2 separate regions of the Sus scrofa genome follow, and region 2 is linked to region 1. The links are chromatin contacts, called in public HiChIP or PLAC-seq maps. All regions are on one chromosome and are shown on one strand. Each heading gives the region's core, a stretch centred on a gene start, on an enhancer-like site or on the middle of the called end of the contact. The rest is flanking DNA. Distances are from core to core; before and after follow the strand shown. Region 1 holds the start of FGGY (FGGY carbohydrate kinase domain-containing protein). Region 2 holds the start of MYSM1 (histone H2A deubiquitinase MYSM1).

Region 1 (6,497 bases), core at 2,715-5,214:
TCTGTGAGTGAATACCTAAATGTCTGAATGAATAAATGAATTCATGAATAAATGGATAAGCATACTTATTTCTGTGCCATGACTCTTAAGAATCTCAGGGAAACTTCTCTCTGGTGAGGGGGACAGGTGTTAATGTAGGAAGAGCAGAGAATCAGAAAATGCAGTTAGAATATTGGAGGGCCTCCAGGGGCCACCAGGGAAAGCAGCAGGTCTCCTCTCTGCCTCCTGGTGCTGCATGGAACAGTCTCTGAGCAGGAAGGAAATTACACAAACTTCCAGTTCAGCTGGTTCCAGGGTTTCACAACCCAGCTCTTTCTTTCTCGCTCAAATCTGATGTGCTAATTCACTGGTGTAATGTCTGACCTGTCTACTGGACAATGACTCTGCGTGATCCCCATGCTGCCTTGCAATAACCCTGAGTGGACGTCTAGATTTTCCAATAAATTAGTCTTTGAATCCAATGCCACACAATAACACTTTATGGTGAGTTGGGGAGGAGGAGCAGGGATAAACAGATGCAATAAAACTACTAGGCATTTGATATGTTCTTGGAGTTCCACGATAGAGGTAAGGAGAGGGAACTGAAGGATACAAAGGAGGCTATCTGGCCCTGCCTAAGGTGAAACAGTGTAGTCACAGTTGGATAACATTTATAGCTTTCAAAATATAGGTGTTTTGTCTTTTTGGGTGTGTGTGTGTGTGTTCACTTATGGCACGTGGAGGTTCCCAGGCTAGGGGTCAAATGAGAGCTGTAGCCACTGGCTTATACCACAGCCACAGCAACACCAGATCGAGCCACATCTGCGACCCACACCACAGCTCATGGCAATGCCCGATCCTTAACCCACTGAGTGAGGTCAGGGATCAAACCCAAGTCCTCATGGATACTAGTCAGATTCATCTGCCACTGAACCATGATGGGAACTCCTCAAAATACAATTATGCATACCATATCATTTTAGTCTCCCTGTAGCCATGGAAAATGGAGGTATGGATAACATTTGCATTATTTGCTCCCGATATCTAGGAAAACCGAGGCATGAGGGATTGGTTCAGGATATAGATCTGGTTTGAGTCAGGCAGACATGAACTCACAGCCCGGATCTCGTGATTACCAGTTTAGGGATCTTTCTTTCTTCTGGACCTCACTGTCACACACTGGCCTTTATATTGTATTGATCAACAGGGTGAGGGTGCCTGCAATGTCACAACCCCCACCCCCCATCTTCTGTACTGTATTTGCCATGAACTTTTGTGATGGAATGTCAGAATCTAATAAATTACGGGATGGCCAGCCAAGGCCCACTGGGCTACAGGGGCCATTGCTTTTGTAAAGCTGTGTGAAACACAGTCACAACCACTCATTTCCTTTTATCTATGGCTGTTCTTGCCCTATCAAGGCAGAGGTGAATAGGTGCAACAGAAACTGTATGACTCACAAAGTCTAAAATATTTACTATTTGGTTCTAATACAAAAAGTTTGTCAGCTCCTAGAATAAATGAATGGAAAAGAAGCACATGGAAGAAAAATAGAGTCGTTCATTCACAATAGGCAGCGGGTAGAACTAAAAAAGAGAATGAGGATCAGCAAAAGAATCACGTCTCTGTCACTTGGTCGACTTTGAACAAGTCATTTATACTCTCTGGGTCTGTTTCTGTATCTATCCCCTTATAGAAGTACTGTAGGATTTCCATGAGGTAATGTGTATGTATCAGAAATAATGAGGTTTAGCCCCACGGGACAGAAAACACAAACTTAGTGTGTTGCACAAGACCGCTATTTCTTTCTTAAGATGTGGAAGTGGGCAGTGGTGTTGGTTTGGTGCTTCCTGGTGTTAGGAACTCGAGCCCATGCACCTTGGGTGTTTCTCTGTGGTTTTCATTTCTGAAACTCTTTCATGGCCCAAGATGGCTGCTGGAGCTCCAGCCACTTCTCTATTATTGCTATTACTACTACTGATAGCATGATAATAAGAGGAAACAAACCAAAATCAAATACAAACATATATATATATATACACATATATAAAGATCAGGCAGCGAATCCACATTAATTCAAGTCTAGCCAAGATGAGATCTCCTGCCATATTTCCTGAGGCAACCACTATATTTCATTTATTCTATTCCTGAGGTACACACTGAGGACGCTCTGGAAGCCATGTCTCGCATGTGTTCAGTACCTAACACTTTACAAAGTATTTCCATATTTATTACCTCATTTGCTCTTCAATACTCTGTAAAGGTAAGATTGGTAGGTCTTAATATTATTAAGACCTTTGTATACTATGATTCACACAGGTGCCGAGTAACCAGATCCCAGTATATCTCACATTCCCAAAGAGTCCGTAGTTAGGTTTTCGGGTATCTGCTGGAACCGAAGGGGAACGATCATGGTGTAGAAGAAAAATGACCCTGTAGGGGAGCAAAACTTGCCACCCCAAAATGTCTCTTTGGCATGAGAATTATTTTGAGCTGAAAACAATCATAGTCCAAAAGACTCAGGCAGAAACTGTGATGTTCCCCTTAGCTGCTTAAAGAATAGTTAGAAGACCTCTTCCAGGAAGAGTTATCATCATAGATAACTGCAGTATGAACTAGGTGTGGTAGCCTGGGAGGAACCTAAGGTCTTCTTTTGTTTGTTTTTAATTCTTCTTCGTGTCCCACTATCTCTGCTTGACTCAACAAACATCTGTTTACCAAAATTTGCTTTTCCATCTCTATGTGAATTGCCTTCCTCCTCTTTGAAGACCCAAACCACTATCCCTAACCTCCTTCTTTTGTCTTTAGCTGAAGATGGTTTTACGGAGAGACTCTGTTTTTCTAGGTTTCTCCTATGTATACAAGTTATTAAACATTATTTGATTTTCTCCCATTAACATGTCTTAACATGAATCAACATGTCAATTCAATTCTTAGACCAGCCAGAAAAACCTACAAGGATAGAGGAAACTTTCTTTCTCTGGCAACCCCAAACTAGGACTTCTAGCAGATGCAATTAATCATGTGGCCCTGGCCTCAATGAGCCAGAATCCTCACCTGTAAGACCAGGATAAAAGCACGCATTTGGGGTTGTTATGAGGAAAGTAGAGTGACTTTCATGCACATGGCATAGAGTCCCGTTCAGTGAAATCAGTTATTACCTAGGCTTACCTCTCATAACCGATGTGTCCTTTGAAAACCACTTCCTTTTACTGCACCTCAGTCTCCTTTTCTAGGAAAATAAAGAGTTTGGATTTGTTAAACTATCTTCCATATCTCAGTCCCATCAGCCTAGGAACCTGCCTTTTTAAAAGATCTGGCTCAGCTCAGCTCACGTTGGAATCTACTTTCCTTTTACTGTGTATCACAAAACAAGCTAAAAAACGTGTCTGACGCTCTGCATCTGTAGAGCGTCAAAACAGGGACAAACGATACCTAGCTTACTGGAAACATAAAGACGTGAAGATTACGTGAGATAGAGTGTCCGGGACCCATCAGCTTGTAACTGCCTTGAAGGCTGGGACCCATCTGTTTTGCAGATTTACAAGCCTGACACCTCTTCAGAGGGTTGGGTCACAAAACTAGATGAATAAATTCACGTGAAGTATCAGGAGCAAGACCTGGCACAAAGTAAGCATTCAATAAATATTATTAATTATTTTAACACCTGTCTGCAAGAGTTCGGGTACTCAGTATATGGTTGAGAAGTTAACATGATACACATTGGACACACACACCCACCAGAGGCTGCTGAGAGTTTGCGTGGGCGAGTTCTTGGAGAAGAGCCCCCAGAGCAGGACACTGAGAGGGCAGCGGCCACTTTGGGCCTTTGAAAATCCGGGAAAGCGGGAAGATCCGGGCGGAGGCTGCGGACCTAGCTCCCAGCCGACGCAGCACAGCACGAGGCGACGGCGGGCAGGCACCGACCAATCCGGGGCCTGGTTCAAAGAGCCAATCGGGGCGCGCTTTACAGGGGCCGCGGCCTTAGGGGGCGGGGCAGGGGGAGGGGCCACAGCCGCCTCCCGGACCGCCCAGCCCAGGCGCGGTGCGGCTCGGTGCGGTAAGCTGCAGAGCCCTGTTAACTAAAAATGTAATTTCAGATTGGACAAGTAAGTGATCCTCCTCTCGGTCCCACGTGTGCATCAGGGGCTTTAGCGGTTGCTCAGGCTCACAGCGAGCCGGTTCTCTAGCCTGAGAGCGCTGGGCCGAAGCCTCCCTCCCTTTTCCCGCAGCCGGCGCCTCCTCTTCCTCCTCTGGCCGCTTAAGTCTTAGTGCTGGTCGTGCTTTGGCTCTTGTTGAGTCCCCAGTGTCCACTCCTTGGTGAGGCGTCAGGCCACTCAAGAGAAGGGTCAGCCTTGACTGCACCCTCAACACTGCCTAGGAGCTTTCTGAAACCTGGGGTCCTTTGCCCTCACTGTCCAGTTAACTAGGTTAATTTCCTATCTTTATCACACCTCTCCCCACCCCCCACATCTTATTTTAGAATGTTTCCCTAGGCATTTTTGAGCCTTTTAATCCCAGGCTGGCCACCTAAAGCCTTTTAAGGCTAGTGCTGCTTGTGATTATGTTTGAGGTGCAGTTTAATTTAGATGGTGTAATGCTCTTTGTCTATAGTTAAACTGCATAGGAAAGGCCTAGAGGTATCTTTCCATTTTTATTAATTTCCTTTTTTTTTTTAAGGATGAACAACATGCAAAATGGGGCATTTCCCTAATCATTGGCTATTTTCCACTAAAGCACTTCTCATGTTGTAACTAATTTCGTTTGTAAAGAGTCAAGTCATTTTCAAGATCTGGGAAAGCAGTCATCCTTAGGTTAATTTTTAAAGTGATATCAGAAGGAAGTGATTATGCTTTTGAATCCATAAGAAAGAAGGCAAGCTTTCTCTTAGTTCCTGGCTGTTAGACGGTAGTTTTGCTTTGTTTTGTTTTGCTTGCTTTTCTCTTCTTTGCTGTGATCCACCTTCTATCCTGAAATTGTGCTTTGTAAGTTGCCAGCTGGGTCTTCCAGCCTGCTGACTGCCTCCTGGTCTTCTGGGAGTCTCCTGTTAATTAGGCCCTGTGCTTGGCTTTTGACCTAGTGGCCACAGGCCTGGCTCTTGGAGGGGCCAGCTGAGGAGGCCCAGCGAACTCTTGTTAAGGATGATTAAGGAACCAGAGAGGCTGAGAGGGCCTGGAGATTGATTTTGAGGGGGAGGGAGATTGGGAGCCTCCCTGATGGATTTGGAAGTTTTGGGAGAAGGGAATAACCCAGAGAGTGGAGATCTGTGTCTTTCTGGATGAAACTGAGAAGTTTACTGGGAGGAGACTGGGCCTTTTTCCAAGCTGTGTTAATTTTTTCTGTGGGCCTTGTCTTTTCCTGGAATCTGGTTCCCTTTCCCTAACCTTTCACTTAGTTCAAATCACAGTCAATTACCAGATGGTTTTGAAAACAATTTGAGGTAATGAATCTTACCCTTAAACTCCCAGTCAGAGTGGGACCATCGCCGTGCCCCCCACCCCCAGCCCCAACCAAAAGGATTTGAAATAATTATTTTACCAGAATGTTCTACAGAGATCAGGGAGTTCCCATAGTAGCGCAGCAGAAACCAATCCGACTAGGAACCATGAGGTCGTGGGTTCGAACTCTGGCCTCTCTCAGTGGGTTAAGGATCTGGCTTTGCAGACTTGGCTCGCATCTGGTATTGCTATGGCTCTGGCGTAGGCTGGCAGCTGTAGCTCTGATTAGACCCCTACCCTGGGAACTTCCGTATGCCGTGAGTGTGGCCTTAAAAAGACAAACAGACAAAAAAAGAGAATGTTCTGCAGAGATCATTCAGCTTCTCACCTGCCCATGTTTTTATAAGGTGGAATTTAGAGTCAACACAGGTGGTGTAAGAGAAAGTCATTGAGGGAGTTCCTGTTGTGGCTCAGTGGTGATGAACCCAACCCCGCTAGTATCCGTAGGACTTGGGTTTGATCCCTGGCCTTGCTCAGTGGGTTAAGTATCTGGCATTGCAGTGAGCTGTGGTGTAGGTTGCAGACATGGTTTGGATCCTGCATTGCTGTGACTGTGGTGTAGGCCAGCAGCTACAGCTCCAATTTGGCTCCTAGCCTGGGAACTTCCATATGCCTCAGGTGCTGCCTCTTTATTTAAAAAAAAAAAAAAAAAAAGGTTACTGAAACACTAGCTATTGTGTTTGTTCATTTGTTCTGTTTGGAGATTGTTCTGGGCCTGGCCCTGTGGTAGGCTCTGGGAAAACAGAGTAAATAAGACTTGGTCTTTGCTTTTGAGCTTTTATCCAGTCTGCTTCTATCTAGTCCTTTGAAGGAGATTATGTGATAGTGAGATTAGTGCAAGGTATGCAGAAGATTCTCAGGAGTTGAGAGAAATCCAAATGGCCCAATATGGGGTTTTAGGGAAAACTTCTCAGAGGAGATAATACACAAGTGGTATGACCCTTATGACTGGGCCAGAGAAGGACAAAGGGAAGGGGCACAAATTAACATAAGGAACATTTCTAAAACCCCCAGAGATTT
Region 2 (6,497 bases), core at 1,217-3,716, 540 kb before region 1:
TTCATTTCTCTCTGGGCTGCAGATAAGAATCCCTCCCACTTATTTCACAGACTTGTGAAAAGCAAATTAAATCACACATGCAAAAGCACTTGTGCAAGATTAACGAGGTCTACACAAATGTGAACAATGATTGTTAGTAAACCCTTCCTATCCATTTGTATAGCTTTGGACTATTTTGCCTAAAGATTTGAGGGAGAATGACTACATGAAGTTGGTTACTCATTTTCACAGTGCTTTAGGGTTCAGAAGAACTTTAAACCCACTATCTTAGTTCCTCATGGGCAGGGCCAGTACACTTCAAAATTTACAGAGGCCCTATCACTAGGTTCGACCACGTGAAATTGCTTTTTAATAGGTCAAAACCGTCTAAGATTGGCAAATCCACATGGTTCTAGAGACTTCGAACGTTCTTTATAGGTACAAGCAACATAGCTGAGTTTAGAACTGAGGTCTTAGAATTCCTGACCCATCTGGGCCTTTTCCATTACTAAAAGGAGATTCTGAAAGCATATTTTAAAAATGGTTGCTTTCATTCCCTGCAAGCAAGGAGTCAAAGGGCTAGATGTCTCAAGCTGAAGGTTATTGTTTAAAACCCCACTGGCCTGCTCTGCAGGTAGAGATACTAAATAAATTGTGACACCCCCCCGCCGCAGTCCTCACAATACCACCCCTAGGGATAACGGGCCGGTAAAGAACACATCTACAGAGCACCTATCCCATAATCACTTCATTTTTTCTTCACAATAATCATACGAGGTACCTAACATGATCGTCAGCCTACTCACGAACTGTCTGAGGCTCAGACAAATTAAAAGTCTGGCCCAAGGTCACACTACTAGTATCTCGCAGGACCAGCCATTACAAGAGAACCCAAAGCTGTCTAACTCTACGTCCTGCCCTTTCCTTTAAGTCACGATACCTCTCTGGAAGTTTTTCACAACTATCCTTATGTGGAAGAGAAAATCGATAGGGAGTAGGGATAAAACGACACACCCAAGGTCACAGGGCTTGCAGGCGATGGTACCAGAATCCCTACGCTCAGGTCCCATCTAGGGACAGCCCTTGTTCTCATGATTATTGGGCGGTGGCAAGGGGGCGGATTCTAGGGTGACACTAACGGAAGAAGTAATTGCTTAAGAGCCCGCAATGTGCTAGGGGCGACCGGCGCCCTCACAGCATCCAAGCAAAAGGAGAAAACGCTGTCCGCCCCAAGTCTCAGGTACTCGCCGGCTGCGCTTTGGAAGAGCCGGGCGGCGGGATGGGCGCGGCGCCGCCCAGGCCTCTGGGAGACCCCGGCCCCAGCGGATGGTCTTTCGCTCCCCTGGACCCTTCCGGAACCCCAGCCTTTCTAGGGTACCCTTCTCACATCCGCGCCCCTCCTCGTCTCTGCAAAACCCGGTCTCTATGTCTCACCCAGACTGTGCCGCCGCTGGCATGACGTCCCCTTCGACATCCACATCCGCCTCTTCTGCCGCCATGATGGGACCTGACCCCAGCCGTGCTCTCGAGAGATCCCGCGAGAGGTGGAGGGCGTGAAGGCGGGGCTGCGTGCGTCACGGGGCGGAGTTGAGGCGTCGACCGGCCCCTCCCAGGCTCAAGAAGCGGGGCTTTCGGGGAAAAGATATTAGCGTCCTGGGTCTGGATTCTTCTGACTTTTGTTGACGTGTAAAGACCTTGGCAAGTGGCCCAGGCTTGGATTTTGAAGACGTTGTGGTCTTGGATAAATTCTTTGGCGCCTCGCTTCTCTAATTTGTAAAATGGGGTTTATACTAAATACCTGGAGTGCTGAAAAGATCAAGCCAGACGGACTTTGAATGTGAAAGTGGCAACAGCGACCCTTATCTGCTGGTTTTTATTTTTTAGAATAGAATCATTCAGCACTTATAAAAATGCTGAACATCTGTTTTAATATTCAGGAAAGAGTTTAGAATATAACTTAGGATTGTGTATTTTATTTCGTAGATATCTTTACAGTTAATTAAAAAATCACTCATCACCGTTGATCTTCACAATAACCTGGTGAGGGAGTTTCCTTATGGTACAGCAGGTTAAGGGCCCGGCGTTGTCGCTGCAGAAGCTTGTGGCAAGAGTTTGACCATAGCGCAGGAATTTACGCATGCCGCTGGGTGTGGCCAAAAAAACAGAAACAAAGAAAACGCCAAAACCCAGTGAGATAAGCAGGACCAATAACATCAGTCACCCTTTGCAGATAAACTGAAGCTCAGAAAGTTGAGATGACTAATGAGAAGGATGGACAGCTAGTCAAAGACAGAACTGGGACCAAAATCCAGACCTTTTGACACTTTACTGAGTGTTTACCTGTACAAATTGTGTTGTTAGGAACTGTGAGAGACAAACACCATTTCTCTCAAAGAACTTAAGGCTTTTTAAGAAATTAAATATTACCCTTATGTATTCTTCTACCTTAGCATCTATCATTCACATTATTGTAGCTGTTAATTCATTTTTCTGCCTCCACCATCTGACTATGAATTCATTAAGGACAAAGGCTGTATCTGCTAGTCTTTGGACTAGTCCTTAAGGTATCAACATTCAACATGATGTCTGACACAGTTGGTGCTCAATAAATATTGAACTGATGAGTGAATCAATCAATTAATGGAATGAATTCACTTCCCACAATATTCTGAGTTGGCCCCAATGCACCCTTGCACTCAAGCCATAAGAGGAGCTGTAATACAACTGTGTGGCCAAAGATGGAGAGAAAGTTTTGTAAAGAGAGAGATCCAGTGCTCAGAAACTGAATAGTGCTCCATCCTTAAGTTATCCTGTTGCTAAAGGGCCTATCCTGTGACCAGTCTCAGTGGTAATTGGCATGCTTGGCACAGAGTAGGCTTTCTAAGATATTTGTTAGATGTAATTAATAGCAAGGTTAGAAAGATGGACATGGCCAGATGGTCAGAGCTGTAGAATATAGATGCCTTTCATTGATCTTTACAAAACAAGTGGGATAGGAACCCTTGTAGTACTACCTGGACACACAGGGTATCAAATGTCTCCTAGACACAAAATACCATATGAACAGTGTCTCCTATAATACAGAACTGAAGTCTTTCTGGCCCAGTATTAGGCATCAATAGGCATTAAAATATATATGGAAGGAAGGAAAGTCCTGCACAGAATTCCAATATGCCCCAAGGCCTTTAGGCATAAAGGCCTCCCTAAACAGGGAGACTAATATGAATCCTCCCCACACATGCGCCTATGCACCTGGTTTGCTGGCTTTATGTGAACGAGGCTCCTTAAGGGTATAGCTCAACCCTACCTGCAAGGAAGTGGCTATAACCCCACAGTTGAATACACTCCCGAAGCCTGGTCTACTGTTTAAATTTAACTATTTATTTAAAAATATATAGGAGGAATTCCCATCGTGGCTCAGTGGTTAACAAATCTGACTAGGAACCATGAGGTTCTGGTTTGATCCCTGGCCTTGCTCAGTGGGTTAAGGACCCAGTATTGCCGTGAGCAATGGATCCCGCGTTGCTGTGTGCTCTACAGCTCCGATTAGACCCCTAGCCTGGGAATCTCCATATGCTGCGGGAGCGGCCCTATAAGAGGCAAAAAGACAAAAAAAATTTAAAAATTAAAAATATATAGGAGTTCCCATTGTGGCACGGAGGAAACGAATCTGACTAGTCTCCATGAGGATGCAGGTTCGATCCCTGGCCCTACTTGGTGGGTTAAAGATCCGTTGTTGCTGTGAGCTATGGTGTAGATTGCAGACGCTGCTTGGATCCTGTGTTGTTATGGCTGTGGCATAGGCAAGCTGCTGTAGCTCCGATTTCGACCCCTAGCCTGGGAACTTCCATATGCTGCAGGTGTGGCCTAAAATAAAATAAAATAAAATAAATATAGTCACTTTCATTTTAGAGATGAGGAAACTAAGTTTCAGATAGTTACATAGTTGAGTACCAGAGCTGGGTTTCCAACACAAGTCTTTCCCACTCTACCCTTACTCTGTTACATTTTCATTTACCACAGAAAGAATAGGGTATTTTGTGTTACTATGATATTTTCTCACTTGGTTTAAGAATAAATCACAATCAGGTATTTCTGATGTCTTTGAGGTGCTTAGGGCTAGAAATGAATGGAAAGTGTATTCTGAAGCCTGGAAACTTGTCTTGGGTTTACAAACTTTCTGTGCCTCATTAATACACTCTATTTCCTTTGTTGATCCTAAAACAGAATTAGCAGGAGTTGCCATATCTGTAAATTTTCCTGAGTTTTTGGAGGAACAATCAATCAAGTGTCTGTCTCATATCTCTGCTACATTGTGTTTGAATTTATTGGAGAGATAGCTTGATAGCTTATTCATTTCATTTTCTCCCATTTCTGGTGAAAAAAAAGATCACTGCATTTTTATTGAAAAAGCAAAGTATGGTGGCAATATTAATCCATAAAAAGCTGGCATGTTAGTAGTCATGCTAATTAGCCCAGATTTGTAAAGTGCTTTAAAAGTGGGAAGTGTCATACAACTGCTCACTAATGTTGTTATTATATTATGATCCAAATTGTCAGCTAAATGATTGCCAGGGATTGAAAAGAGTTCCCATTTGAAAAGCAAAAAGGCCAGTGAGTGGGGAGGAAAACCACTTTATCTAAATAGAGGTGAGATAATAGATGAATGCAGACATAGAATTAAAGGCTACACTTGGCAAGCATTGGATGTGGCTTGAATTGTTCCAGGAAAGCAAACTGCATTTTATTTTATTTTCCCTCCACAATTCCCTGAAATCACATAAGGTGCTACTGAAAAAACTGTTCTCAGTATGTTGTAAGGAAAGTCTGCCAATGCACTTCTTACATTTTAATTACAGTAATGTTGCATCCATCTGACATTATTTGGAAGGGAATGAAAAATGCCAGCATTAATGAGTTCCTACTGTGTGCCAGGCATTTTACATACATTATTTCTTTACAGCCCTTTGAGGTAAGGAATTGTTACTTCTATTTACAGATGTGGTAGCTGAGGTTCAGAATAGTCAAGCAATTTACTCAAAGAAATGTAGCTTATCATCTTTTTGTCACATCATGCCATCTTAGGTTGGGTACTAATAGTATCATTCAGAATTGCATCTTTTCTTCTTCAGTAGCCCCCAGTGGAAGGCTTATGTCTCTTTCTAAATTGTTCTAGGAAGATGAGTGTGGTGGGCCATGCTTAAGTCTTATACTATCTCAGAAACCAGGTGGACCACACGGGATTAGGAGGAATGGTGGCTCCCCCCAAAAATAAGAGGAATGGCTGCTGTGTTGGTAAAACAGCAGATGCCCACTATGCTGTTCCATGTTGCATTTCCTCTCTGTTATGTTACCTCGAGCCTTACGTACAATCTGAAAACCACTACAGGCTTCTGTTAGAATTGCTTCAGGCAAATTACTTGCCCTCTCCAGACTCCTACTTCTTCATTCGTAAAATCACCCATGAAATAATCTCTTCTGGGGTAAAATTCTTTGTTCCTGTTCTTATTCATCTCACACACAATTATTGAACATTGTTATGGGCAAAACAGGGGTATGGGACTTTTGGAGTTTGCCTGGGCATACATTTGATTGGCTGGTTAGTCAAGTATGGGCCACAGAAAAATTATCCCCTCTGCCACAAATCCATACTTCTGCTTCCACATTCTCAGCAGCACTCTGTCTCCCTCCCCATCTCTGTCTGTCCTTCTCTTCTTTCTTTCTTCCTCCCTTTATTTCTTCTTCCCTCCTTTTGAAAGGGTGGGTCCTGACACAGCTCTGGTTTTCTGGTGCTATTTGAAACTCTGGCTCAGAGTTGCCAGATCTGATTTTTCTTTTAAGCCCAGCCAGAAATCAAGATTAATTTGTGAAAAACAATTTAAATTAAAAATAAAACCACTACTGAACAAAACAAACTCTTTTTTTTTTTTGTCTTTTTGCTATTTCTTGGGCCACTCCCGCGGCATATGGAGGTTCCCAGGCTAGGGGTCTAATCGGAGCTGTAGCCACCGGCCTACACCAGAGCCACAGCAACTCGGGATCCGAGCCGCGTCTGCAACCTACACCACAGCTCATGGCAACGCCGGATCGTTAACCCACTGAGCAAGCACAGGGACCGAACCCGCAACCTCATGGTTCCTAGTCGGATTCGTTAACCACTGCGCCACGACGGGAACTCCCAAAACAAACTCTTATGTAGACTACATCTGACCTGCAGTTTGTGACAGTTGCCCTAAATAATTCTCTTATACAACATGTAATTCTTCAGTTTTTTTGGTTGTTGTTATTGTTTTTATAACACAGACATTGTGTTATAAATCCATTATTGAATGGATGGTTGAATCAATTGGAAAGACTAATAAGGCCAGAGTTTTGTTTTTATTGAAAACAAAGAACTGACTTTATAAGGACATAATCAGTGGATATTTTAAATGAGAAATAGATACAGCAGTTGAATTACGATCTTGGCCAAAAACACACAATACAATAGAGAAGGGGAAAAGTATAAACCTAAATAG

The links. HiChIP or PLAC-seq counts read pairs in DNA pulled down with a chosen protein or histone mark.
Region 2: an H3K27ac HiChIP or PLAC-seq map of alveolar macrophages shows a contact between it and region 1. The contact joins the promoter of MYSM1 here to the promoter of FGGY in region 1. A contact is called at or near these places in 2 of 5 promoter capture datasets (fetal liver and liver), 1 of 47 Hi-C or Micro-C datasets (heart right ventricle) and 1 of 2 datasets of contacts at active chromatin or transcription factors (alveolar macrophages).

Annotation. Positions count from the first base shown.
Region 1 is chr6:153,210,646-153,217,142 of Sscrofa11.1, reverse strand. It overlaps FGGY (FGGY carbohydrate kinase domain-containing protein), which reads left to right and starts at 3,964. Exons shown (of 16, transcript XM_021097811.1): 1 at 3,964-4,088. It overlaps LOC102165506 (a long non-coding RNA gene), which reads right to left and starts at 3,891. Exons shown (of 4, transcript XR_002345481.1): 1 at 3,721-3,891; 2 at 3,151-3,211.
Region 2 is chr6:153,751,178-153,757,674 of Sscrofa11.1, reverse strand. MYSM1 (histone H2A deubiquitinase MYSM1) reads right to left here and starts at 2,466. Exons shown (of 20, transcript XM_021096571.1): 1 at 1,414-2,466. The coding sequence starts at 1,478.